Regions from separate parts of the Sus scrofa genome. Here region 1 is linked to region 2. The links are chromatin contacts, called in public Hi-C maps. All regions are on one chromosome and are shown on one strand. The core of a region is the stretch at or near the end of the contact, and the rest is flanking DNA. Distances in the headings are between cores, read along the strand shown. Region 1 overlaps LOC110257572 (a long non-coding RNA gene). Region 2 overlaps MKLN1 (muskelin).

Region 1 (5,935 bases), core at 116-2,615, 300 kb after region 2:
CCACCAAGTCATCATTTTAGCTGATTAGATTTTCCAAAAGACAGAACAGTAAGCTCTCCACGTTTTCACTGCTGAGCAGTGGCTCTTGGGAAATACTCCCAACTCAGTTTCTGTAAAACCTTAAAAAGTCTGGTGACAGTTACTCAGACAGCTGCCCGAATGCAGATGCTACAGATGTGGTTGCCCATGCCCTCGCCCCTGTGAGATTTCAGAATGGGAGAAAATAGCATCACGTCTCTTGCTTTTTGAGTACGAAATTTTTTAATTAAAAAAGAAAAAAAAAAGCCGAATTCTTTGTTCCTTTACACGCCCAGTTAATTCTCTGCAGCAGAAGTGTCCCTGGGGGCCCAAACCCAGTCATCTTCTCGGGCAAATGGCCTTGAGCGCCGCGTGTCTGCGTGCTCTCACTGTCCTGGGGTGGTTTTCAGCAAGTCCCTGGACCTCAACTACTTAGTTCCCAAAGATGCTGTGAGCCTGTGACTTGGAAGTTGGGTTTTTCTCTGTTATGTTGTTTGTTTACTTTCCATGAGCCACACAGAAATCTGGTTGGACAGTCGAAGGGTTCCCACTTTCTCTCCGGGGAAGAATTCAAGCGGATTCTACCAGAGACCAGAACCATATCCTGTCTCCTACAACCTTTGTGGTTTCAGATCAATAGGAGGCCAAATCGAAATGCATTGGAAGTTCAATTGACTTTAGAATCCACTCCAGTCCAAAGAATCTCTAGATTCACTGCATTTGGGCGTGTGGTTTGGGGAAAGAGGATTTTTTTTTTTTTTTTTTTTTAAAGGAGGGTAGCTTTATTCTTTATTTTTTGACCTATGTGGGAAGGGAGAACTGACCTGATTTGGGGGAGAGGTTACAAAAAAGTCAATCCCGGTGAAAGACTGGTGAGCATTCTGCCCCCACCTGAGGACGGCCTGCGCCTGTGAAAAAGCCGGGGAAGGGACCGACATGACAGCGTTGACGCATCCTGGCGTCAGAAGGCCTTAGGGAAGCTCTCAGGCCCTGATGAGTTAAAAAGGCAGAGGCAGCCAGTCAGCGAGTGCCCGCCTGGGCACGGATTTGTTTATCCTGCCCTTCTGAAGTCAGAGCCAACATTCTTCATGGCTTTGAATGATCCGGAATGTTTCTCTCTTGGCAGGGCCGGCTTTGCACACACGGGCGTGTGTACGACTCAGGCCCCCGAGATGTGGGCCAAAGCAGAGCCAGCCTCAGCCGAGGTGTCGCATCTCAGAATCGTCTTGTTTTAGAGCAAAAGGGAAACTGTCACACACAGCTGCTTGTGTCAGAGATGGAGAGACCGAACCTGGGTGGTGGTGGCCAGAGGTCACGGAACTGGAGGAGGGCCAGCGGGAGCCAGGCCGCCCGCCTCTGACCGCACGGCTCCTGTCCAAGCCCGGGAAGAGGCTCCAGGGCGCCCTTGGCCTCCCAGCGGGAGAGGCCGCTGCCCTTTGAGGAATGCTTAGAAAATGACTTGGGTCAGAAAGGAGAGCCTCATTTTTACAAAATGAAACAAATCAGTCATTTATTCGTCATAGGCAGCTTTCCCCAAACTTCCTTTGTCAGTGCGGCCAATTTATTAGCTCCTGGGCTCCCAGAAATAAGAAAAACACTGTCTCTATCTGTGCGCCAAAATGGGAGACTCGACCTACTCCCCCCCACTTTTCTTTTCTCCTTTTGTAGATGAGAACTAACTATTTCACGCTAGTTCTTAATAAAACAAACGCCGACTCCTTCCCGCAGGAGACAGAATTGAGCAATGTTCTGAGAACACGCTGTGCTCCTTGGGGCACTGAGTCAATGTGCTGTTTTAGAAGATGCTCCAGAAGCTTGGAAGTGCCTCTTGGGAGCGAAGCAAAAGGGGTGGAGCCGGGAGCAGTGACTCACCCTTCCTGCCTGGCGGCGGCAGGGAGCCTCCAGGAGCCTGGAGGAGAGGACTCAGGCCCCAGGAGTTCCCGCTGGGCCCACGCGCCTCCGTGTCCTCTGGCCCCACCACCTCTGCACCCATGAGAGCCGCGGAGGAAGCTCTCTCCTCCTGGCCCTCTGCCCGCCGCTTCCAGGAGCCCTGGGAGGACGATGTATCTGTATAAGGACAACCTCCTGAGCCGAGAGACGGTCACTTACCTGAGGAGGAAGAGCCAGTCAGAGCTCAAGGGCTGCAGGGGCCTTCCGGGAGGCGCTGGGGCTGCATCTATGGCTTTGTTGTTACCAGCGAGAAGCGAGTCCCTCAGTCCCAGTAACAGTAAATGCCAGCTGCCTCCCAGTCCAGGGAGACGGTGCCGCCGGGAAGACCAGCCCGTGACCAGCTTCTAGCATGACTTGAAGAAAAAAATCACCATGTTTCGTGCACCTCATCACCGGTGTTGCCTTCGTCTTTCAGGTGAACCAGCGCGGGGAAGGAGAAGTGCTTGGCGTGTCCCCCGCCCCGGCCTTTCCCGGGGATGGCGCTCCTGGGCCCCGAGCCCTCCCCGAGCTGCACAGAATGTTCCCCTAGAAAGGCCTGGGCCTTGGTTTAACTTCCTCGCATTCTTGAAAATTCTGGCTGTCTTGCATTTGTACGTACTTTAAAAATTGTCATCTAGCTAGTGTCTCAAATTTTAAGGCGTGAGTAAAATTCTTTTAGCAGAAAATTACACGCTTAGGGTATAGAAACGGAACTGAAAGCTGTGTACTCAAGGTTTTTGTATTCAAAGCGGACGCGAAGGCCCCTCCCCACCTTGTCAGGGGATCTCTCTCAGGCCCCTTTCCTGTTCGAAGCCCACTCCACTCCCCCCACCAGCCCCACGCCCTAAATGACCGCGGTCCCCTCCCCTGCGTGCGCACTGTGACACCTCCCCACCCCTCCGCTTCATTCCACAGTTGGACGGCCAGGTCACAAGGGCATCCACATCGTCTCCCTAGGGGGTGTTCTGGGGTGTCCAGCCCAGGGCTGGGTGCCTGCCAGGCCGTCAGTGAACGCCTGCCCACGGACTGTAACAGGTCTGTCTTTATCCACAGTGCTGGCTCTAACCGCGTGGCTGTTGGTTAACCCCTCCACGAGAGATGGACTGTCCCCCGGACGTGGCCCAAGTTGGTTCCATACACGCTGTTTTCCTTCGGAGCCCTTGTCACATCCTGTCGTCATCGGTTTGCTTACACTGGACTCACCTGCCTTGTTTGCTCTCGTGGCCTCTGAGCCTCATTCACCTCCTGGTACCTCATAATCTCGGTGAACCTGTGACTTGTGAACAGGTGCACGTGGCTGGAGTACCTCATCCCAGCTTCTGATCCTCTCTGTCTTTTCCTGGACTCGGACACCCTGGCTGATTTGCTATCCTTTCCTCCAGAGAAGCCCCCAGATCCACAGCTTCTACGCACTGATGCCCAATACTTGTCTTTCCTACCAATTTCCACATGCTGACTGTCACATCTATGGAAATGTTATCCAATGATTCTTCAGTGTTCCCCGTTCCCAGGAACAGGGGATGGGGAGTGGGGGGTACCATTTCTTGAAGAGCTAGGTACCTGTGCCTTATTTGAGATACTTACAGGTTCACGACTCTGAGAATCAACACTATTATTTCCACTTTACCAATAAAGAAACAAAAGCTCAAAAAAGGATCGAATAGCTTGTCCAAGCTGCGTAAGGAAAATCTGAATCCTGGTCTTTCCGATCTCAAAGCTTACACGGCTCGTCAGTCTGCCCCCAGTTTAAGCAGGCTGTTAAATCGGAGGTTGCTTAATAGCCCTTGACGTGAAAAAGGCAGCACACAGGTACTAACTCAGATAAGCTACTTCTTGGGAGGAAAGGGGGAGATCAGGCAAAGATATTATCGGTAGACCGATTCCAAGCAAGGATTGACAGAGGTCAGCCTCTAAAACCGTAAAGCTTCAAGAGGAAGACCATTAGCCCCTAAGAAGCCCGCCTTTGGGGCCCTCTGTGTCAGGGGGCTGACGGCGGGGGGTGGACGTCAACCCCTGACCCCTCTGGAGAAGGTGGCAGGAACCCCGTGAGTGAAGCCCGCTCACTGGCTGTCGCTCCCCCTTTTGGCGATGCTGGGAGCAGCCCGCAGCCCTGTGCTCAGGTGAGAGCAGCTGTAGAAGGTGCAGGTCTCCAGCGCTCATGGGAGGGGAGAGGCACGGCGCCGGCCGTTCGCGGGCGCTGTCAGGCTCACGCCCTCAGAGCTGAGAAGTCTCATTGCCGCCTCGGACGGTGCTCCTGACCCAGCCTGCCTGTGCTCCGTCTCCCCACCTGTAGGCGATGCCCGTGCATCGGAGTCTTTGCAGGCTGAGACCCAGGCCACAGGACCCTTCCCGGCCCCTTAAAGGAGAATCATGCTGCAGCGTGAGGTTTTGTCACCTGCTTGGACCAGAGGCTTAAATGAACTGTTCCACATACTTTTCCAAATACTGGAAAGCTCCCAGAAAACAATAGGCTGGCGCTCCCTGCAGTCTGAAGCACGGTTACTGTCACAAAGGGACAGAGCTCTTCCGTGACTTGGGTCCTTTCCTCGTGTGTATGATGGGACAACTCTGGAAGCATGCTCTCTTTTTATAACAGTGTTTTAAAATATTCCAGAATCGGGTGCGACTTAATAGCTTTGCATTGGCTTGAATTTTGTGTTCACCCTGACAGATCTTCCTTCCCATTTGTACTTTTCTGCTTGACTTTTTTAGATTTATTTTTCTGGTGTTAGACAGTATGGAATATACCTATTGCTTGTCTCAGCCATTTCTCTTACTGGCCAAGATCCTGTTGAATGCCCACCCCACTCTCGAGAACCTCCCTGATGTATCATGTCCCTGTTTTGACGGCATCTTGAAGCACCTGAGCATGGGCACTCCCCTGGTCCCTTGGCCTAAAGAGCACACGCTAAGTTTCCTTCTGTGGTCGGTCCTGATGCGTCCGCTGATGAGCAAGCCTGCTCTCTGGCCTCGCTGTGGTTAAGTACCTCATCCAGGGCGTTGTAATCATTAACTTAGACACTTCAATCAGTGGTCACTTGACAGGACAGACTTTCCTGCATCGCACTGCTGAGTCACACAGCCTCTCACTGGCTGAACCGTGAGCGTCGGAGAGTCAGGCCTCCCCAAGGAACCTTCCTTGGATCTGCTCCGAAGCCCTCCCAGGAGCCAGGCAGGTCCCCCTGCATGGAAGACTAATTTTTAGGGATGGGGACCTGTGCGACCTGGGCTTCCACTCCTGTGATGTGCTCAAAGGTGAATGCCAGCTTCAGTGTTAGACCACGTAGGCGGAGGATGTCCTGTGGCTCCAGGTCTAAAGTGCCCTCCACCCGAGGTCGGATTTACAGGCTCATGCTGCCCTCTGCTGGCCATCTGGAGTCTGTGCTGCTGCAGAAGAAGGCAAAATCAATTCTGAAAATTGAAACCTCCTATCTTCTGTGCAGGCTGCTTTCATGCTTTTCCTCCATGATTGGAGGTACAAGATCAATACCATGTTTTATTTCAGAAGACATCTTGCTGATCAAACCTTGATGGTCTGCAAAACGCACAGCCTGGGCGGCAGGCAGGGGGCGTGGGGGTGGGGGGGAACAGTTTCCTTAGCAGCAGCCACACCGGCTTGAGGAGGTGTGTGGTGCTCACTGTACAGGAAAGAGAGGTGCTCCTTCATCCTCCTTAAAAAAAATTCATCTCTTTATCACAGTGGTAGAGTAGCAAGAGAAAACAACTGATTTTGCTTCCTCTGCTGCTCTGGATTAGTTCCTAAGGGTTCATACTGTCATTTAAATTCCAGGTGCTCATCTTCTGAAGAAACGCCCCCTTAGGATTTCTGTGCCTGGAAAATACCCATCAACAGACTGCTTTGATATCTTGTGTAAGTAGAGGCTTGTGCTCATAAATCAGTCTCAAGGGAGCTTTGGTTTATTTTCTTGGATGATTCACCAGTACATTTTCTAAATGATCATCAGTGTTTGATCTCTATTTCTTTCCT
Region 2 (5,907 bases), core at 299-2,798:
ATTTTAATATTCTCCACTGGAAGTGATGACATGAGAAAGCCACATGAGAAATCCGAGAGCATTGAGAAGAATAGATCCAACATTGTCTGGGCCTCACAGATAATTATCAGCAGCTGAGGAGAAGGGATGCATGGTGCAGGATCCCAGAGCCTGTGAGCCCCCCAGTTGACTCTCAGGGACAGAGTCAAGCCTTGTCTGGCTTTGTGCAGAGCCCCTGCAGTCTTACTCCTCAGAGTGTGGTTAATGGGCAGCAGTAGCAGGGACGTCTCCAGGGAGCTCAAGGAAATGTGGAACCTGGAGCCCTGACTCCAGTCCTCTTGAATCAGAATCTGCCTTTTAGCAAGTTTCCTGGGTGACACACATGCACTGTGAAGCTTGAGAAGCCCTGCCTTTCGAGGCCTGGCTCAGGGTCTGCTCATTGCAGGTGCTCAGTCAATGCCTGGTGACAGAACGAAAGACTGGACAGGGTGATCTCTGGCGTTCTTTTCTAGAGTTAATCATCTGACTTACCAAAAACTAGTCACTATCCAGTTGGGTCAAGTATTAACCATTTCACAAAGGGCTTTAAGTAAGATTAATGAATTAATAATGGTGTTTTGGTGTTGAAATTGTCTGCAGTGAATTTAGAGTTTCTTATTAGTATCATTTCACTAAGCTTCTTTATATGCCCAGGAAGCATCAGCCAGGCATAAATTCTTCTATTTTGTCCTCTCTGGTCCACCTCTCCCAAAAAGGAAAGAATTGGAAATGTAAAATTGAAAGAGTAAAAATGAGAATAAGTCTGAAAATGCTGGCGAAAAGAATGCCCACCACTGTAAGGCCATTGCTCTTTTACCTGCCTTTCCAGAGAGTGGAGTCCCTGAGCTTTCACCTTGTACCATACTGGCATGTGTGTGGAGGAGGTGACGGTGAGGAGGGAAAGAAGAGATGAGGAAGAGAAAGAAGTGACCAAGAACTAAGGGCTCCTGTGCTGTCCTATAAGCTGATACTGGCAAAGGTACCAAATTTGGCCAGTTAAGGTGCACCTGCAGCAACTGTGCACCATCATCGTCGTTATCTTCATCATCATTTTTGTTCTGTTTGCTGTCTGCCAACCTCTTCACTGAGCTTTTTTTTTTTTATCTTTTGTCCTTTTAGGGCTATACCCATGGCATATGGAGTTTCCCAGGCTAGGGGTCGAATCAGAGCTGTAGCCGCCAGCCTATGCCAGAGCCACAGCAATGCTGGATCCGAGCTGTGTTTGCAACCTACACCACATCTTACGGCAACGCCAGATCCTTAATCCACTGAGCGAGGCCAGGGATCGAACCTACAACCTCATGGTTCCTAGTCAGATTCATTTCCACTGTGCCACGACGGGAGCTCCTCCACTGAGCATTTTTATTTGATAGTGACCCAGCCCCTTCTAGCTTCAAGGTTGTCCACAGACCTTATGCTGCCAGAAAACTAGTTACAGAAAGGGAGACAAAAATCCAGAGGACGGAGAAGCATTCTGAGTTCCACTAATGAGTGAGGTGACTCACAGCTGACTCAGACAAGCCTAGGAGATGGAAGGCAGTGGGGGGCAGACCTCAAAGGAGCCCTGCCGAAATGTTCAAATAGGAGCTGGGAGGCCAGGGATGCAGTGTTATTTAGAGAGCAGCCTGCAGCTCTGGCATTGAAGGGAGGAGCAGATCCTAAAAACAGAGGGAGAAAATTGCATTTAAGGCCAAGAACTGCTTTGTGAATCAGTAGCTTTCTCTGCTTAGACAAATACGAAACATTCTTTGGTGACATTGACCTGCTCTTTGGCAAATCTCAGAATACTAACTCAATAGGAATTAATTGTCATCAAGTTCCTGGGGAGTAGAGGTAAATCAGATACCACTCTCTATTTTTCTAAGGATCTCACTGAGAAAAATAAGCCTCTTTCTTTAGTATTTTACATCTGAAGAACACTGTGATCCAACCTGTGCTTATAGATAGATTTTTTTTTAAAATTTGAAAACATACAACTGAAGCATCTTCTCTCTTACTAATGGATAAATGAGGTTTTGTGTTTGAAGATTCCAAAGTCAATTATTGTTATGAAGGATCATAACTGCAGTGTCCTATATGGACCGCACTGAAATGATATGTCCCACCACACACCATAACATGCATTTGTGAGAAGGCTGGATGTACGTATAGACTGCTTGAGTAACATGGTTTTTCCCTGTGTACTAAGTAACCCACACAGAGCTCAAACCCATGATCTCAAGCTCATTAAGACAATGAAAACCAACTCAGCTATCTAAGGATAAATATGGGTTAATTACATACTTAAGTGTAATTTGATGGTTACTGTCACAAATGTACTTCACCAGAATGGCACAATGGTGAAAGCGTCGGAGGTTCTTTGCTAGCTTGGCCACCTGTGAACCTTCACTAAGATGAAAAAAATTTGCTCCAAAGGCAAAAATGTTCAACTTTGCCTGCCTCCAACAGGTAGCAACAACAGTTGGATGTAGTTGTTTTTGTCTTGACCAACTAGTTTTCTATAACCAGCAGGTTTACTGTATTTAATTTGGGGTGATTTGCAACATTATTAAGTCCAGTATGTCTGACACTTGCAAAAGCAATGAGGATGTTGAATGTGCTATTAATTAAGAAGAAACTTATGATTATGATGAAAATGAAAGAGATGAACAAAGTGAATGTCATGAATGGTAAGAAAAATCACCGGTGTTGCATGTGTATGAGATGAAATGAGATGGACCATTAGTTAATAGGGGCGATTCTGAAAGATAAAGAAATATTCAAAACATGAAAAATCCTGGCTCAGTCTGTGCCGTGAACATCAATCAGCAAGAAATGAGGACAAGTAACCCAAGAAACGGAAAGAGTTTGGAATGTGTGATTAGAGACTGGGTATCAGCTTTGAATGGCTATAACCCAAATATTAATTCAGGTAAGAACTAAAAATATAGTCAAGCATTTAAAAGCCAGGTGTGGTAAAAGTTCTCATTCCGGAATCTTTGCTGAAAACCAGTGATAACTACGTAGATTCGAGATCTGTGCAACATTAAATTCCCCCATGGAGTTCCCGTCATGGTTCAGTGGTTAACGAACCCGACTAGTAACCGTGAGGTTGCGGGTCTGACCCCTGGCCCCCACTCAGTGGGTTAAGGATTCAGCCGTGAGCTGTAGTTGGAAGACGCAGCTCAGATCTTGTATTGCTGTGGCTGTGGCTGGCAGCTGTAGCTCCAATTAGACCCCTAGCCTGGGAGCTTCCATATGCCGCGGGTGCGGCCCTAAAAAGACAAAAGACAAAAAAAAAAAAATTCCCCATTGGAAGCTGCTGAGGAGTTCCTTATGACACTTGCAAAGCCCACCAAAGAGTGCCTTGTCCACCTTTCACTTTATAAGGACTGATCTAAATTGGATACAGAAGCCCAGTAGAATAGCTATCAGCAAGGAGATTAAGATGCTGTCTAGTTTTAAAACGTTAAAGGATCATCAAACCCCATTTTGGTAGAAATATGTTTTCCTAAGCTTTAAACACTAGTAGCCAGTTTTGTCTTATTAACAGTTTTTTTCAGAATTCACGTGTTTGTAAATTATATAAATGTGAATATACATTCCTCTGTACATTTTTGCATCTTTTTTTTTATTTAAAGTTGGATAGTGGGATTTTCCTTTAGCTTTTAGCTAATTCTTTAACATGGTCTTTTAATAGCAGCTTGGTACTCCATTTATTTACTATCATTTGATCCACCTTTTGCTGGATTCATAAGAATGCTATGATATTAATATCATTAGACATTAATTGCTATATTTCTTTGGTTATTTCATTAGGATAAATTAGTAAAACAAAGTTACTAGGTCATAGTATTATGAATGTTAGTAGTTTTAATATGTTTCTAAAACTGAAATCACTTCCATGAAAATGTCTGTGTTCTTGATTCCATGTACCTTTGTCAGTACTAAATGCTATTTTTCTTTCATCTCTATTCAGTTTGAGGAGAAAAAATATTTATTATCAAGATCTCTCTATGCTTTTTAATGCATGTCTTTTGCCACTTTTTCTTTTTCCCCTTTTTAGGGCCATATCTGCAGCATATGGATGTTCCCAGGCTAGGGGTCAAATGGGAGCTGCACCTGCCAGCCCACACCACAGCCATAGCAATGCCAGATCCAAGCTGTATCTATGATCTACGTTGCAGCTTGTGGCAATGCCAGATCCTTAACCCACTGAATGAGGCCAGGGATTGTATCCACATCCTCATGGATATTCATCAGGGTGGTTACTGCTGAGCCACAATAGGAACTCCGTCAGTTTTTCTATTGGAATACTTCCTTTTAATTAGTGATTTGTAATCATTCTTTATATATTAAGGATAGTTCCCACCAACGAATTTTTGTTAGCCTTTTAACTTTATAATAGTCATCACCATTGTTTTTCCTCTCTAAAGATAACACCAGGAGTTCCCATTGTGGTGCAGCAGAAACGAATCTGACTGCGAACCATGAGGTTGCAGGTTCGATCCCTGGCCTCACGCAGTGGGTTAAGGATCTGGCATTGCCATGAGCTGTGGTGTATGTTGCAAATACAGCTCAGATCCTGTGTTGCTATAGTGTAGGCCTGTAGCTACAGCTCCGATTAGACCCCCAGCCTGGGAACCTCCATATGCAGTAGGTGTGGCCCTAAAGAGACAAAAAATAAATAAATAAATACATAAATGAAATAAAGGTAATGCCATTTACACGTTAATTCACATGGTTGATGGGAAAACTAAATAAGAAAATATTTGTGAAAATGCTGTAAAACATAAAGGATTTTTATCACATACTTCCAATGTTGATGCTAACAAGAAATCAAGAGGATTGGCCTGCAAGTCTAACATGAATTTGTAGACAAATAAATCCCTATTCTGGACCCTGATAGTATCTTACGAAATAAGTAATTATTTTATCTCTTTTGTGTCATAGTTATTAGGAATGTTATAAAAATAAACAAAGATGGAGTTCCTGTCGTGGCGCAGTGGTTAACAAATCCGACTAGGAACCATGAGGTTGCGGGTTCGATCCCTGCCCTTGCTCAGTGGGTTAACAATTCGGTGTTGCTGTGAGCTGTGGTGTAGGTCGCAGACGCGGCTCAGATCCCACGTTGCTGTGGCTCTGGCGTAGGCTGGCGGCTACAGCTCTGATTCGACCCCTAGCCTGGGAACCTCCATGTGCCATGAGAGCGGCCCAAGAAAATGGCAAAAAGACAAAAAAAGTTAAAAAATAAAAAATAAAGATATTTCTGAGACTTTTAGGTAAATCCATAAAACTAAGGTGTTGTGCTACTATTCTTTTATTTTCTTTTGCAAAAGTTCACTGATCCAGTATAAGCCCATTACAACAGGAGAGACACCATAGTCATCACTGTTGCTACTTCAGGTTCATAAGTTATATCCTGCTCACCTTTCCAAATAGTCCTTTTCTTAGTTTCTTTGCTTGAAAACAAAAAAAGCGATCAGTCAGAGAACAACCCTTCTCCAACAGAAGGATGTTTTAAAAATTATATTGTTTTATAATTAATTAATTAAACAATATTTAAAAGCGAACACAGAGACCCTCACTCCCAGCGATGTCTCCATCCTCCCTCTGCCCACACCCTGGTCCTTATGGTTTCTTATGCATCTTTCCAGTGTTTCTGCACATACATGCAAGCAAATATAAATAAATATTGTCATTGTCATCCCTCTTTTCATTCTCCAAATTAGCATACTATATACATTGTTCTCTACCTTGCTTCTTTTAACCTAACAATATATTTTTAACAGAAGCCCTTCAGTAGGAAGGCATTTAATGTAAACATGAAACGTGATATTATCATTAAACAAGAAAAATTTGGAGTTCCTACTGTGGTACAGTAGGTTAAGGATCCAGCATGGTCACTGT

What was found. A called contact is a pair of places that touch in the nucleus more often than the background predicts.
Region 1: a contact with region 2 is called in a Hi-C map of embryonic fibroblasts, with 4 times the contacts expected there. The contact joins two enhancer-like sites. A contact is called at or near these places in 3 of 47 Hi-C or Micro-C datasets (embryonic fibroblasts, epiblast stem cells and subcutaneous adipose tissue).

The regions. Positions count from the first base shown.
Region 1 is chr18:18,028,451-18,034,385 of Sscrofa11.1, forward strand. It overlaps LOC110257572 (a long non-coding RNA gene), which reads left to right. Exons shown (of 3, transcript XR_002340372.1): 2 at 1-2,383; 3 at 3,001-5,935. Among named protein-coding and RNA genes, the nearest start is that of MIR29B-1, 8.2 kb to the right of the region's middle. Within about 2 kb of position 1,366, at least 37 of the 83 cell types and tissues checked have an H3K27ac peak or open chromatin away from gene starts, as enhancers often do. A contact at or near this core is called in embryonic fibroblasts, where this site is marked.
Region 2 is chr18:17,727,708-17,733,614 of Sscrofa11.1, forward strand. All of the region lies in intron 2 of MKLN1 (muskelin), which reads right to left. The region is part of intron 4 of LOC106506781 (a long non-coding RNA gene); the gene reads left to right. Among named protein-coding and RNA genes, the nearest start is that of MKLN1, 100 kb to the right of the region's middle. Within about 2 kb of position 1,549, at least 5 of the 83 cell types and tissues checked have an H3K27ac peak or open chromatin away from gene starts, as enhancers often do. A contact at or near this core is called in embryonic fibroblasts, where this site is marked.